Linked DNA regions of Mus musculus: regions 1 and 3 are each linked to region 2. The links are chromatin contacts, called in public ChIA-PET and promoter capture Hi-C maps. All regions are on one chromosome and are shown on one strand. Each heading gives the region's core, a stretch centred on a gene start, on an enhancer-like site or on the middle of the called end of the contact. The rest is flanking DNA. Distances are from core to core; before and after follow the strand shown.

Region 1 (4,381 bases), core at 1,134-3,633, 270 kb before region 2:
ACCACTGGCAAGGAGGACCCCCTGTCACCGCCACAGGCTTGCATCTGCCCCAGCCTTCCAGGTACCTTGTCCACCTGGCCCCACTGGAGGAAGACGTTTGCATTCACCAAAGTAACATTCCCTGCTGAGCATGTCCAGTTCTACCAATGGGTCGCCCTCTGATACTGAATCAAGAGGATGTCAAGTTCAAGTCCAGCCTAGGCAGGTGAAGTCCTGGCTCAAAAGCAAAGATGTAAGTAAACTCTAACAAGATAGCAGTTCACTGGTGTGTATAGACTTTGGGTCTGATTACCTTCACCGTGTGATGGTTTTTATTTGCAAGTTCTTTTTATTAAAGTTGTTATAATAAAGTAGCCACCCAAAAAATAAGAATTTAAAGTAAGACTTTGCTAAACTTGAGCAGTACTTATGGGCCATAGTTACCTGTCCTCAGTCAGCACCTGTGACTTCAGCTCCAGACAAAGACTCAGCTAGGCTTGGCCAAGAATAGGCTGTCTTTTCATCACTCACATCCTATAAGCACGGTTCACCTTGCTCATATGTTAATAGCATGTAGATAAGCCAAAGACATTTTCACAATTATAATTAAAATAACATTTCTTTAAAAGAAGTCTTATGAACAGGCTCATATGCCTCTGTTTGGTTTCCATCCTGGAGATGCTCTGGTGACCAGCTAATGCAGACTGATGGCAGTCTGGAAAAGGAACAGAAAGGCAGGTCCCCATCAGTCCCGGGCTGACTGCTGATGCGGCTGGCTGCCTCTCCCTCCGTCCTCCTGCTATCTGCTTGCTGGTCCCCCTTCCCCTCCTCCTCCTCCTCCTGTTTTGGTTTTGGGTTTGAGTGTTGTAGAACCCAGAGTAGCCTAAGATCCACAGCTGAGAACAACCTTAACCTCCAGATCTTCCTCCATTTCCAAGGTGGTGTGATCACAGGCCTGTGTTACCAGACAGCTAGGTATACCACTGCCTTTGTTTTAAATTTGTTTTCTTTTATTGGGTTTTGTTGGGGGAAGGGTTGGGTTTTGGTTTCTTTGCTTTTCTGTTTTTGACACAGTCTCTGTACAGCCTTAGCTGTCTTGGGACTCACTATATAGACCATTCTGTCCTCAAACTCAGCTCTGCCTGCCTCTGCCTCCAAAGTGCTGGGATTAAAGGTGTGTACACTATGCCCACCCCCCATCTATGCTTTTTAAACACAACACCTGTATATATATCACAGTCTAATGGTTGTATAAGGGGGAAAAATTAAAAAGTTTTTCCTACCATCTGGTGCCAGATTTGTCTTGAAATTTAACATATTACACACATTTATATGTATAAGGGAAAAAAAAAACAACAACAAGAAAAAAGCCACCCAAACAGTATGTCATTAACAATGTGCTGCCATGCCTTTCAACTCAGTACTCTCAGGTAGCTATCTGTGAGCTTGAGGCCAGCCTGGTCTACATAGTGAGTTCAAGGACAGCTAGAGCTATAGGGAGATCCTGACTACACACACAAACACACACACACACACACACACACACACACACACACACACACACAGGTGCTTTCTTGGTGGTAGAATGTGTGACTTAATCCTTGACTCTGTTTCTGAACATTGAACAACACCAACAACAAAAAAATGAAACTGGGAAAGATGAAGCAGCCTGGGGACTCACACCTGTAACCTCAGTCATGAGCCTGAAACCAAAGGATGACGACAAGTTAGGAGCCAGGGTGGCCTGCAGGGTACCAGACAGGGCTGCCGAGCAACACTGTCTCAAAAAGAATGTGTGATGGGGGAAGACCATGTGATGGGGGAAATTCAAAACTTGAGCTAACTAAAAGATACTGCATACGTCACATCATTGCCAACTGGTAAACTTCACAGTAGAGAGAAACCACCATCTAGTAGTGAACGGCGACGGTTTATATCATGTGTTTGCATGTGCGTGAACTTTCCAGAGACAGGGCGGACATCACCTGGGGTGTTCAGTAAGAAGCAGAATAAGCCTGGGGGTGGGGAGGCACCCATCACAACTAACCCTTGTTTATTCTTACTGTTTTCTATCTGCTACCTATGTTAAAAGTGATGTCTTCATGACACAGTACCGCCTTTGTAATGCCTACAGTCTCTGAAAACTGTCAGAAAATGTTCACTATGGAAGTGAGCCATTGGCATGGCTGTGTTTGCCCTCTCAGAGATGTTTCATGTGACCTGAGTAGGTAGAGAGTTTCAAGGTATCAGCCTTCCTACTGTGTGGTGCGGTGCTGCTCACCCAGAGGCCGTGGGTCACGTGGCTGTCCCAGCTTCCAGTAGCTTACAGCTGTTTCATCTTCATCTTCTGGCACAGCAGACCCACATCTACCATCCAGTTGTATATTTATGCTGTTCCTGTCTCCACCCCTTGGGGTTATAGGGATACCCTAGAACACCTGGGCTGACCCACCATTTATGACATCAGTCATCTTTCAGATCTTACCCCAGCGTTCCATCCTGTTACACTTTTAACTACATGTGGGTTCAAAACCTTTTTGGAAGGCAGTGGGTACCTAATGCTAGGTAATAAATCACTCCAAGATGCAGATGCTTAAAACGACGCACTGAAGGGGGCTGGAGAGATGGCTCTGTAGTTAAGAGTACCTGTCACTCTTTGAGATCTTTTTGGTTCCCAGCACCTACAAGCAGATCACATCAGCCTGTAACTCCAGGCTCTTCCACCCTCAGCGATTCACTCACATGCATGTGCAGTCCCCACAGACACACTTGTGCACACATAGAGTAAGACAATGAACATTTGCTACTATATCAATGTCTACGAGGTTGAAAGTCAAGAACGTTGCTTGGAGTCTCGGAAGAAGTTGCAGCTAGGATGTCAGCCAGAGCCATCTGAGAATCTGGCCGGACTTGAGCATTGTGGGTACAGAGCCATCAGAGGATCTGGCTAGGCGTGAGCATTGTGGGTAGTAGCTGATGGTGGACATGAGGTGTCCCCTGTGTGGACTTTTCCTGGTCTTCTCTAGTGTCCTTGTGACAAGGTTGTGCACAGAGTAACTCAAGAACAAAATGGAAACCGTAGCACCTGGGCAGCTGCCATGTGCCTTCACTTCAGCCGGGTTTTAGCCTTCAAAAATGAGCCACTAGCTAAGTAGTACACACCTGTAATCCAGCATTCAGGAGGCTATCCTGGGCTTCCATGACAAGACCTTGAGCTGGCTGTAGCAATGCACACCTGTAGACCCTGCTACCGAAAAGACTCGGGTGGGAGGATAAGTTGAGCCTAGAAGCTGGAAACCAATCTAGTCAAGATAGCGAGGGTCCCACCTCAAGGTGGGGGGGGGGACAGGAAAAGGAGAGGAAAGATAAGCAAGCCACCTAGTCCCCCTAGACATGTTAATTTTTACCTTGGGAGAGAAGAGTGTCAAAGGATTAGGGTCTGTCTTAGTTGGCGTTCGATTGCTGGGAAATGGCACCATGACCAAGGCAATTTCTATGAAAGAAAGGATTTAACTGGGTCTCGCCCACAGTCTCACAGTTCTAGTCCACTGTCCTGGTGGAGAGCCTGGCAGCATGCAAGCCGTGCTGGAGCAGTAGCTGAAAGCTCTGTCCTGATCTTTTAGGCAGAAAGAAAGACATGAAATTCAAGCCCGCCTCCAGTGACACACTTCCTCCAAGACCACACCTCCTAATCCTTTTAATCCTTTCAAATAGAGCCAGTGTGTCCTGACTAAGGATTTACAAGTATGAGCCCCTGGGGCCATTCTCATTCAGACCGCCAATTAGTGACAGCCGTGAGGTGACAGCACAGTGGAGGGAAGGCACTAGGCGGGATCTCTTCTGAGTCGTGGGTGTTGGCTGTGTATCTGGTATCCATGGTGGGGCTGGATTCATAGAATGAGGAAAGTGGAGCTCTGGAGAAGAGGAAGCGCTTGCTCAAGGTCATAGCCAGTGACCGAGCAGCACATTATCCACATCAGCCCAAGACCCCCTCCTCATCCTCAGTGGAAAACAGAGCGTCTCCAAGAACGCACTGCTTTGACTCCCTAAGCCAAGGCCATTCTGCCACCAGAGAGAAATGAGCATATGAAGGTGAATGAGTGCTTCTAACACACAGATCACACGGGTGTGGAGTCACCCCCAGCCGTACCTCTGTGTCTTGTGTTACCCATAGTTGCCTCCGTTAACCCCTGGCTTAGAAAAGCCCCCAGCTCCTCATTATGGCTACTGGGAGCATGGAAGCCTATAGGGTCAGCAGAGCAGACTGATGCTGAGCCCAAAGGTATAAGAGGGCAAGGCCCTCCTCCCTCTTATGGGGACAGAGCCAAGTCCAGCAGAGTAGAGATAGGACAGCCATGAGCCCTGGTGCCTTGCTGTACTGTGGGCACCTGATAAGGCCAGG
Region 2 (4,591 bases), core at 422-2,921:
CTGGGTTGTTTCCTTCACAGCAAGTGGTTTCTACTCATTCTTGGAAGTTTGTCTCAGCTCTCATCGGCTGAGAAACTTTCTCCACTTCCACCACAGCCCACACACCATGGGTGTGCAGACACAGACACTTACAGAGGCCCGAGATGGGACCAGGCCTCCTCCCTGGGCTGGGGCTGATGGATTGGAGTCCTGCTTCCAGCCGTGTTACCAAGCGTCTAACACAAGACTGGCTGGTGCCGGTGCTGGGTATTCTTCGTGAGGCTTGAGATGAAAGACGTGGGTGGAGCCTGCTAGCTACAGCTTTGGTGTTTTTTTGTTTGTTTGTTTGTTTTGTGTGGGGGGTGGGGTGGGTGCGGGCGTCTATATTGCTTAGATTGGCCTCGGGTTTTTGATATTTTTTTCTCAGTCTCAAAGATGCTAAAATTACAGGCCAGCCACTGAATACTCAGGACAGAGTATACAGTGATTGAATCGATTGCTTGAATGAAGATATGACCCAGAAGCAATGCCAGCCATTATTGTTGCTGGGCTGATTGATTGGATAGCAGAATGTGATTTCTGCTTTCTCCTTAAAAAAAAAAATCTCATCCACTTATGGGGGCTGTAAATGGATGCAAGGGTTTGGTTTGTTTTGTTTTCCATGAAAAGATAACAGTGAAATAGTTGGCAAAGGATTTGTAGGCAGAACGCATTTGCATCCCACGTGCCCTGACAGCTAGCAGAGCCCTCAGTAAATACTTGCAGAGGGGACAAATCACACTTAATTTTCCGGGAATGGGGGCAGGCAGCATGAAGCTCCCGAGAGAATAGCGGGGGCAGACAGCCTGGGATTACATTTTATCCACCATAATCCCACAAATCCAGAAGCCACCCGGACAACAGTTTAACTGGACTGAGCCTTACAGCTCCCCACAAGCTGCCCAGAACCACAGAGCTCCCGAGTCGGTGTATTGTTCGGGGGTGGGGGTGGGGCTTTTTGTTTTGTTTTGTTCTTTGAGGCAGGGTCTCACTATGAAGCTCGGGTGGTACATTGGAGAGAGCAATCTTTGGAGAGAGCCAAAAGGGGACTGTCAATCATCCGAAGTAGAATCCACTTGACGTCTCCGGCTCACCCATTCACAACTCCTCCTTTTTACTCTCAGGAACTTTTATTACGGAAAATTAAAAGGTAACAAAAGTGGGGGTAACGTGTTAGAAAGAAGCCCCCAGTATCAAGATGACCAAGCCACGCCGCATCTCGGCTCATCTCAGAGGCTAAATCTCCTTGCAAACGCAGACACAACCGGGAGCGACCGGAATCCGGGATTCACCGGGAGGCCCCAGGGGCTCCGTAGCGCGGCCACGGTCACCTCCTCTTCCCGCACGGCGTGGGTCACCTCGGCCTGGTGGCGTTCCTGACACTCCACCGGTAGTCCGGGGTGATGCGTGAGTGAGTCTCTCGGCGCCGGGCCCCCCGAGAGAGGGAGCGATCGCCCGCCACTTCCTCTTTCTCGCTCTAAGACGCCCTCTCTCCAGCCTGCTCCTTGGGTGGAGGCGGGTGCCCGCAAGCTCCACCCATGGGCGTGGTCAGCCAGGGGGCGGGGAAATACCCATATTTGGCCTTATATGGGCACTCACGTCACAGGACGCGCACTCATTCACATAAAACGCTGCGCTGCCGGCGGAATCCCCAGCTTTCTGGGGCAGCGAGCGGCGGGGCCGGGAGCCCAGCGAGCGGGGCGTGGAGAGCGTCGCGCGGCCCCTCGCGCCGGGCTCCGTTTGCAGGCCACAGCCCCCGCGAGGTGGCCCGCCCGTCCTCTGGCAGCTGTGGGGCGCGCAGCGTCGGGCCGCTGGGTGGCAGCGGCATGAAGGTCACGTCGCTCGACGGGCGCCAGCTGCGCAAGATGCTCCGCAAGGAGGCGGAGGCGCGCTGCGTGGTGCTCGACTGCCGGCCCTACCTGGCCTTCGCCGCGTCGAGCGTGCGCGGCTCGCTCAACGTCAACCTCAACTCGGTGGTGCTGCGGCGGGCCCGGGGCGGCGCGGTGTCGGCGCGCTACGTGCTGCCCGACGAGGCGGCCCGCGCTCGGCTGCTGCAGGAGGGCGGCGGCGGTGTGGCGGCGGTGGTCGTGCTGGACCAGGGTAGCCGCCACTGGCAGAAGCTGCGGGAGGAGAGCGCCGCGCGCGTCGTGCTCACCTCGCTGCTGGCCTGCCTGCCCGCCGGCCCGCGGGTCTACTTCCTTAAAGGTGAGTTCGTCCGGGAGCAGACTGCCCTTTGCCACCCTCCCTTGCTCCCCTGCACCCTGTGTTACCAGGCCCCAGGGTTACCTCCCTGCATGGGAACTCTGGACCGGAGAAAGTCACCACTTGCGGGAGTATGCACCCCGGGGTTTGACGTGCGCTTGGGAGGTCCTTGCAACACGTCAGCGCCCAGGGCTTCCTTCTCCCCACCCGCCTTTCCTCGAAAGCGTCTGGCATCCTGTCTGTCCTCTGGGTTGGGTGGGCTGGGAAGGTGCTGCGGGCGGTGCTCCCTAATAGTTCCGGGGGCCCAGAGCTCATGCTGGTCATTGGCGCCGTTGGCAGGCCACGGGGGTCGGAACCTTTCTGTACAGATCAGCGCGATCAAACAAGTTGAGACCCTCCCCCAGGAGAGTGGCGCCGCGGTGTCCCCTTTCTTCCCGCCTAGACAATTAGAGCACGTTAGGCTGTGTCTTGGTGGGCCTCTTGCCTTTTTGACCCTGGCAAGTCCCTCCCCTTCCTCTCCCTTTATTGCTTTTTATTGTTATCCTCCAGCCTCCTCCTCCTCCTCTCCCCAAATAGGCCGTTCTCAAGCTTAATTTGGGAACTGACAGCTTTCCCACCCCTTTCATCCTGTCATCCCCAGCAGGGGATTATCCTCAGAGACTACCAACCGGCCAACCTAGTTAAGAGAGGTGCTGCAGAGGCTGCAAAGATTCAGAGGAGATTCTGAGGCCTTTGATTTTAGGCCTCCGAGAGCTGCCTGCAGGCCCGACTTATTTCACCTGCTGTCGAGATAACTTTGGCTTCCGGTTGTGGGTGTGTGATTACTCTCAAACCCCACATCATTGATTTCTGGGTCATTTCCTGTGACTGCTCCTGCCTTCTAACCTCAAAAGTATGGGAACACTGGCCTGGGTGCAGGGGAGAGAGCTCTCAGATAGGGCCCCAAAACTCTGATGACTTGTCCAGGAACTCTGTTACGGTTCAGAATTCAGGTGCAGTGAGCTGAAGACCCAGTGTCAAAGCCATGCAAGTTGGAATTTCACACACTGTAGGCCAGGAAGATCCCAAGGCAAGTGGGTAGCTTCCCAGCTAATTAACACCTCTTGCTAACTGTTCCTTGTTGATCCCATTGGGAGATAACAGGTGGATGTTGCTGCAGCCCAGCTGCAGAATCTGCAAGGGTGGGTGGCCTTTTCTAAGCTCTGCAGCGGTCTCTCTCTCACTGTTAAAAAAATGAGGTAACATGTGTCCAGGTGACAATCTGAATAGCCCCAAGGGTGTTTAAGGAGATGTGTGTCTTCAGCCCACCCTAAAACCTAGTTCCTCCCCAGAAGCAACACCAATGAATTCTTCTTGGATAGTGTCTCCCATGGATGGCTTTTAAAAACAGATTGAGCCCATGTCATACCAGATCCTGCCTCTTTTCTTGGAGATCTTGGAGACATCCGTGTTGCTGCATGGTAGTGCCTTCGTCATAACCACTAGGCTGCTTCCAGTCTGGCTGTGTGAAAAGCCGTTACGGAGAGGGTAGATGTCCTTGCCGGTTGCTCTGGCATTGTGGGGTCTTGTCCTTCATTCAGACCGTGAAAGCTTAAGCGTGAAAGAGATATGCCTATGGTATTTGATAGATATTGCTGCCCTTATGACACCACTGAAGTTCAAACTGTGACAAAGAGTCCCTTTCTCTTAAATAGAGCACCCCAGATGTGCATTCGGCTCTGATTTAGTGGCGCTGGGTGTTGGTGCCAGGCCCCTTATACTTCCTACAGTTCCGTCTCCCACTGAAAGGAGATGCTGAAGACCAGTTAGGTGGCTGGGGCTTGCTTCTATAGAGTGCCTGTGCGCTGGCTCTCTGTTCCTTTGGCAACACAGTGATGATTGAAAGTAGACTCACTCTGGAGAAGGTTGAAGCGGCCTGAGGAATTGCTAGCACTCTTGCAATCCGAGTGAGGCACAAGTGAGCCAGCAGAGAGGAATGCTCTGTCTCCACACCTCCGATGGGAGTGGGCGGAAGGCAGAGACCTAATCTCCTGACCCCAGCCTGAAGAGGCAAGCCCTGTGTGCTCTGCCCGTTTCGTGTTAGGTTGTAAGCAACACCTCTTTCTGCCCCTCCTGCCCGCCATCTCTAAATGGTCTGTTTAAAGCCCAGAGACGAGGCAGCCCTATAAGGCCTCTCTTCCTTTAGTTTGGTAGTGCTTGGGCTAGTTTTTCTCCAAATGCCTACAAACCTCTTATTTTGTTTCCTGGAACCCAAACTGTTGAACACAGGTCTAACCCTATGATTTATTGACTAGGAAATAGTCCATTCCCCCCAAGGATATGTGGATTAGCATCAGTCTGTAAGGGGCTGCATTTGGCCTCACCTCTACTC
Region 3 (4,194 bases), core at 302-2,801, 340 kb before region 2:
CCTGAACTTGAGGCTGCTGCTGGAGGAGAGCTTAGCAGCTTACTTACTGAGCTCTCTCTCCAGCCGGGCCTGTCTTCTTTTCCTCTGTAGTCTTTGTCGTCATTGCTTTCAAAGAGCCAAAACCTGCTTTGTTGTTGCACCTCAGGTTTGGCAACCTTGGCGATATAGTACAATCTTACTAGTCTAACTTTTGTCTGAAAATGGGGATGACAGCTAATCTCTACAATTAATAATTTGCAAAATATTGCTGTCTACCTTGGTAGGCTTGTTTTGTTATGGTCCAGAAAAAATGGCCTATTTTAAACATTGATCATCTTTCATTCATCCTTAACTTCCTCTTTTAGAATTGCTACATTTTAAAGCCTCTGAGTGGTTTGTGTTTGTTTTGTCTTGAGACAGGATTTTATTGTGTAGCTCTGGCTGACCTGAAACGTGCTACATAGACCAGGCTGTCTAACTCACAGAATCAACCTACCTCTTCCTCCTAAGTGCTTGACTAAAGGTGTTCATGTCATTATGTCCTGCCTACTTTTGAATCCTGGATTCTCTCTTTTAACAATTAGTAGTCTACCAGAGCATTACAGAAGCAAAGGGCATCAGTAGCATCCAGAGTATTTGTGCTAAGTGGCCCTGCCTTCAAGTTGCTCAGCATCAGATATGCCAGTGAGTGGAGAGGCGTGAATAGACGTAAGGAGTGCCATGCTGGACGTGAGCAGAGGGCGGTGAAGCTTGAGGCTTCTCACTGTAGAGTGGCTGCTGTCCTTTGCAACCCATCTTCACAGGATGAGTAAGTAAAACCTTTGTCTTCCCCAGATGGGAAATTAGAGGATGTAGCAGAGGTTTTATCAGACAGGAGTTTTAACTCACAAGCTCAGAGGGGTAACTTGTCTTCTAAGTTACCAAGGGTTGCCTTGTGGTATGGCCCCTCTTGAGAAGCAGAAACCCTGAGAAAAGTCAAAGCTTCTCCTGAGCCCACCCCCACCCCCACGCCCACCCCCACCCCCACCCCCACGCCCACCCCCACCCCCACCGTTCAGAAGCATCTCTGACTGGAGCCACTGACCGAAGACGGCTCTGTGAAGCTGACCCCTGCCTGGAGCTCACCGCTATCAGACGTTGGCTTGGGGTACCTTTTGAATTTTACTCCCTTAGCTAAGTCTCTTGTACAGTTTGTCCCCCAAACTGAGCTTTCTTTAATCAAGAGTCTAAATATAAAATAGGCCTATTGTAAAAATGGCCTATGATTTATTATTACCATATTATTATTATTATTATTACTATTACTACTACTACTACTACAGGTTTTATGGGGTGGTTTCAAAGATCAGAGAGTAACTTGTAGAAGTTGGTTCTCTCCTTCTGCCCTGGGGCCCTAGGAATCAAACCCAAGTCATGAGGCTGGATACCAAGCCCTCCACCGCAGAAACCTCTCACCTACCCACAGCCTGATTTTTTTATCCAATTCCACTGGTGGCACAGCCCTGCTTGCTTAACCTCTCTGGTTCCAGTCTCTGCTGTAGGGTTGTATGTGAGGCACACAACAGTCTCCCTTGTTTTGGTGGCACTCCTCTGATGGCATCCTGTGTTCTCATTTCTGTGCCAGGCCTGTCACTACACCCTGCTGTCTTCTGACGTCTCATCTTCTGCTGGCACCTGGCCTTCTCGCTGAGTGTTCCACCTTAGTTAGTTTTTACAATGAAATAGCAAAGATATAATTAGAATATGGCTCAACAGTTAAGAGCATGTCCTGCTCTTCCAGAAGACCTCAGTTTGGTTCCCAGCAACCAGATTGGGCTGTTCCAGTCTGCTGACGGCAACCATTCGTAACTCCAGCTCAGGAGATTTAGAAACCTGTCCTCCACAGGCACCTGCACACATGTGTACATACACACATACAAACACATACACATAAAAACAAAGTAATAGATATAAAATTAAAAATTATAGTAAGCTAATTACTGGAAACACATTTCTAGATTTCCTATCAAAGGCCTTCATGAAGAGTCTTGTTACTGTTAGGCCAGCCCATAGCCTGTCACAGTTTAGTCTGATAAGCAGCTTACGCAGATCCAGCTCTCCTTAGCCATCTTGTAGGTGGGGGAGTTCCTTCCCCTGGGTATTGTAAGCTAGGCTGAGCGTCCCACAGAGCTGGATCTTGCCAGACAAAGGTTTTCGCTAATGGTTATACCATACTTCTAGAGGTAATGTCACATGAGCAAAGATAATTCTCTTTCTCCCTGTATGTTTTCAATTAGATGACATTTACTGGGAAGGAAAAAGGCCTATTTTTGATAGTGTATTCTATTTTCAGTCTACCACATATTTAAAGTGCATTCATTTAACAAACAAAGCTCCAGGCTTCAGGACTTGAGTTGAGGCAATGTCTTTATTACGCTGGCTTGAGTTCTGGTACCAGACCCTGGTCAGGTTGCAGGGGCAGAATGAATGCCCCATGTATATTATGTTTGAGAGGGTACCGGGTTGGGCATACCTGAACTCTTACGAGCTGACCTGGAGTGGTAAACAACAGAAAGGTGAGTGCCCTTGATTAAGATTCAGTCAGAGAGCAGGGTTCTCATTTCATTAAAACAAACAAAACAAAAAAAAGCAAAAACAACAATAAAACTAAAATATATTTTAGTTTTTATGCCTCTTTTTCTTTTAACTTTCATAATAACTAGTCATAGCCATTTTATCTACTGAAAATTAATTTATTTTATACATGAAAATATAATATAGCAATGGTATGTTACAAGATTTAAATGACAAACCTTTAAGATAAAGTGAGAGTTGAAGGGCAGAGAGAGGGCATAGGCTTCTTTTCTTTTGAACTTTTGTCTTATGTGTGTTACTGGTTGCCTGCATGTGTGGCTGTGTGAGTGTTAGGTCTTGGAGTTACGGACAGTTGTGGACTGCCATGTGGGTGCTGGGAATTGAACCCAGGTCCTCTGAAAGACCAGCCGGTCCTCTTACACACTGAGCCATCTCTCCAACCCTGAGTGTAGGCTCCCTTTTGAGTTGTATGATCCCACACTGTGGTTGTTAAGCCCTCTGGCATTCAAGATGCTTTCACTAAAATTCACAAAGCTGATGAGCGGAAGGAAAGAAAGTCCCACTCCTTGACCATTACCCTAGAAGATTGGATCTGTAAATATGTTAATCTTTGAAATGACAGATATATGTGCATGTCAAATAATGTCTGAACTAACTAGAAAAACTTGCTTTACTGCGTGATTGTGGTATAAGTACCATTTCCTGAGAGCTTTTACATTGGACGTTTAGGAGTGTGTGTGTGTGTGTGTGTGTGTGTGTGTCTGTCTGTCTGTCTGTGTGTGTGTCTGTGTGTATGCAAGTAAGTATTAACCTTATTTAACTATGGGCCATGTGGGTTCCTAAGAATGTCACACCTTGTCTATGCCAGTAGATCAGTGTGTCTATTCTTGTCACTAAATCTGATGCCACTGCCGGATTTTCCTCTCTGTTGGAAGGGTAACACCCAGAAATGAGAATTCTTAAAATGTATTTCTTCTCTCTGTGATTGGGGTATTTTTGAGTTTTTAAAACTATGAAATAATAATGACAAGCCCCAAGAAAACAGAGTCTGGATTTCATTTTGTCTCCTGACTGGGATCCTAGGCACATTCCCGACACATCACAGGCAGCTCATGCCTCTGGATGGTCAGTATCAGTTTTCAGTCGTTGAAAGCCCCAAAAGGAAACAGACTGATTTTCCACGCACAAACAGCTGGGCAGCTGTGGATGGAATTAATTGCTGATATATATTGGCTGCTTTTTTCTTCTCCCGTCATTTCCTTTGCAGCTGTGAAAGTGAATTTTGACTTGGAAACAAACATTTCCAACAGTGTGAATCCAAAAGTATTAAGAGAAGATTCTTCTAGTAAGTAATAAAAGCTGGCACCTTGGGCTGTGCAGTCCTGGGTGATGTGATAAGGGACAGAGGTTGGTAGCAAGTGACTCACGATTACACAGATGGTGGGCAGTAACTAACCAGGGGCCTGCACTATGAAAGGAGGGTTGGAATGGTTACCGTTTCATGTCAGGGGTGACCTCATAATCCCAGAAAGGCTAAGGTAGTGAATATCCCCCTCCATAAGGTCCTTAAAGAGGGGGTTCCAGGCCACCTCTCAGAATAGTAAGATGTCCAGTATTCCGTAGTGATTTGTCCTTCCAATA

What was found. Promoter capture Hi-C pulls out the DNA fragments that hold promoters and counts their contacts. ChIA-PET counts read pairs in DNA pulled down with a chosen protein or histone mark.
Region 1: a contact with region 2 is called in a promoter capture Hi-C map of embryonic stem cells. The contact joins the promoter of 1700001K23Rik here to the promoter of Dusp5 in region 2. A contact is called at or near these places in 4 of 39 promoter capture datasets (cranial neural crest, embryonic stem cells, frontonasal cranial neural crest and 1 more), 1 of 484 Hi-C or Micro-C datasets (cerebral cortex) and 3 of 115 datasets of contacts at active chromatin or transcription factors (effector CD8 T cells, embryonic stem cells and memory CD8 T cells).
Region 3: an RNA polymerase II ChIA-PET map of memory CD8 T cells shows a contact between it and region 2, with 220 read pairs. The contact joins the enhancer-like site here to the promoter of Dusp5 in region 2. A contact is called at or near these places in 6 of 484 Hi-C or Micro-C datasets (CD4 T cells, CD8 T cells, memory CD8 T cells and 2 more), 5 of 115 datasets of contacts at active chromatin or transcription factors (effector CD8 T cells, memory CD8 T cells, pancreatic cancer cells and 1 more) and 2 of 9 other capture datasets (adipose tissue and liver).

What each region holds. Positions count from the first base shown.
Region 1 is chr19:53,252,822-53,257,202 of GRCm38.p6, forward strand. It overlaps 1700001K23Rik (RIKEN cDNA 1700001K23 gene), which reads right to left and starts at 2,384. Exons shown (of 3, transcript NR_036590.1): 1 at 2,261-2,384.
Region 2 is chr19:53,527,474-53,532,064 of GRCm38.p6, forward strand. It overlaps Dusp5 (dual specificity phosphatase 5), which reads left to right and starts at 1,672. Exons shown (of 4, transcript NM_001085390.2): 1 at 1,672-2,223. The coding sequence starts at 1,845.
Region 3 is chr19:53,188,325-53,192,518 of GRCm38.p6, forward strand. The region is part of intron 1 of Add3 (adducin 3 (gamma)); the gene reads left to right. Among named protein-coding and RNA genes, the nearest start is that of Gm52402, 18 kb to the right of the region's middle. Within about 2 kb of position 1,552, at least 34 of the 459 cell types and tissues checked have an H3K27ac peak or open chromatin away from gene starts, as enhancers often do. A contact at or near this core is called in CD8 T cells, memory CD8 T cells and regulatory T cells, where this site is marked.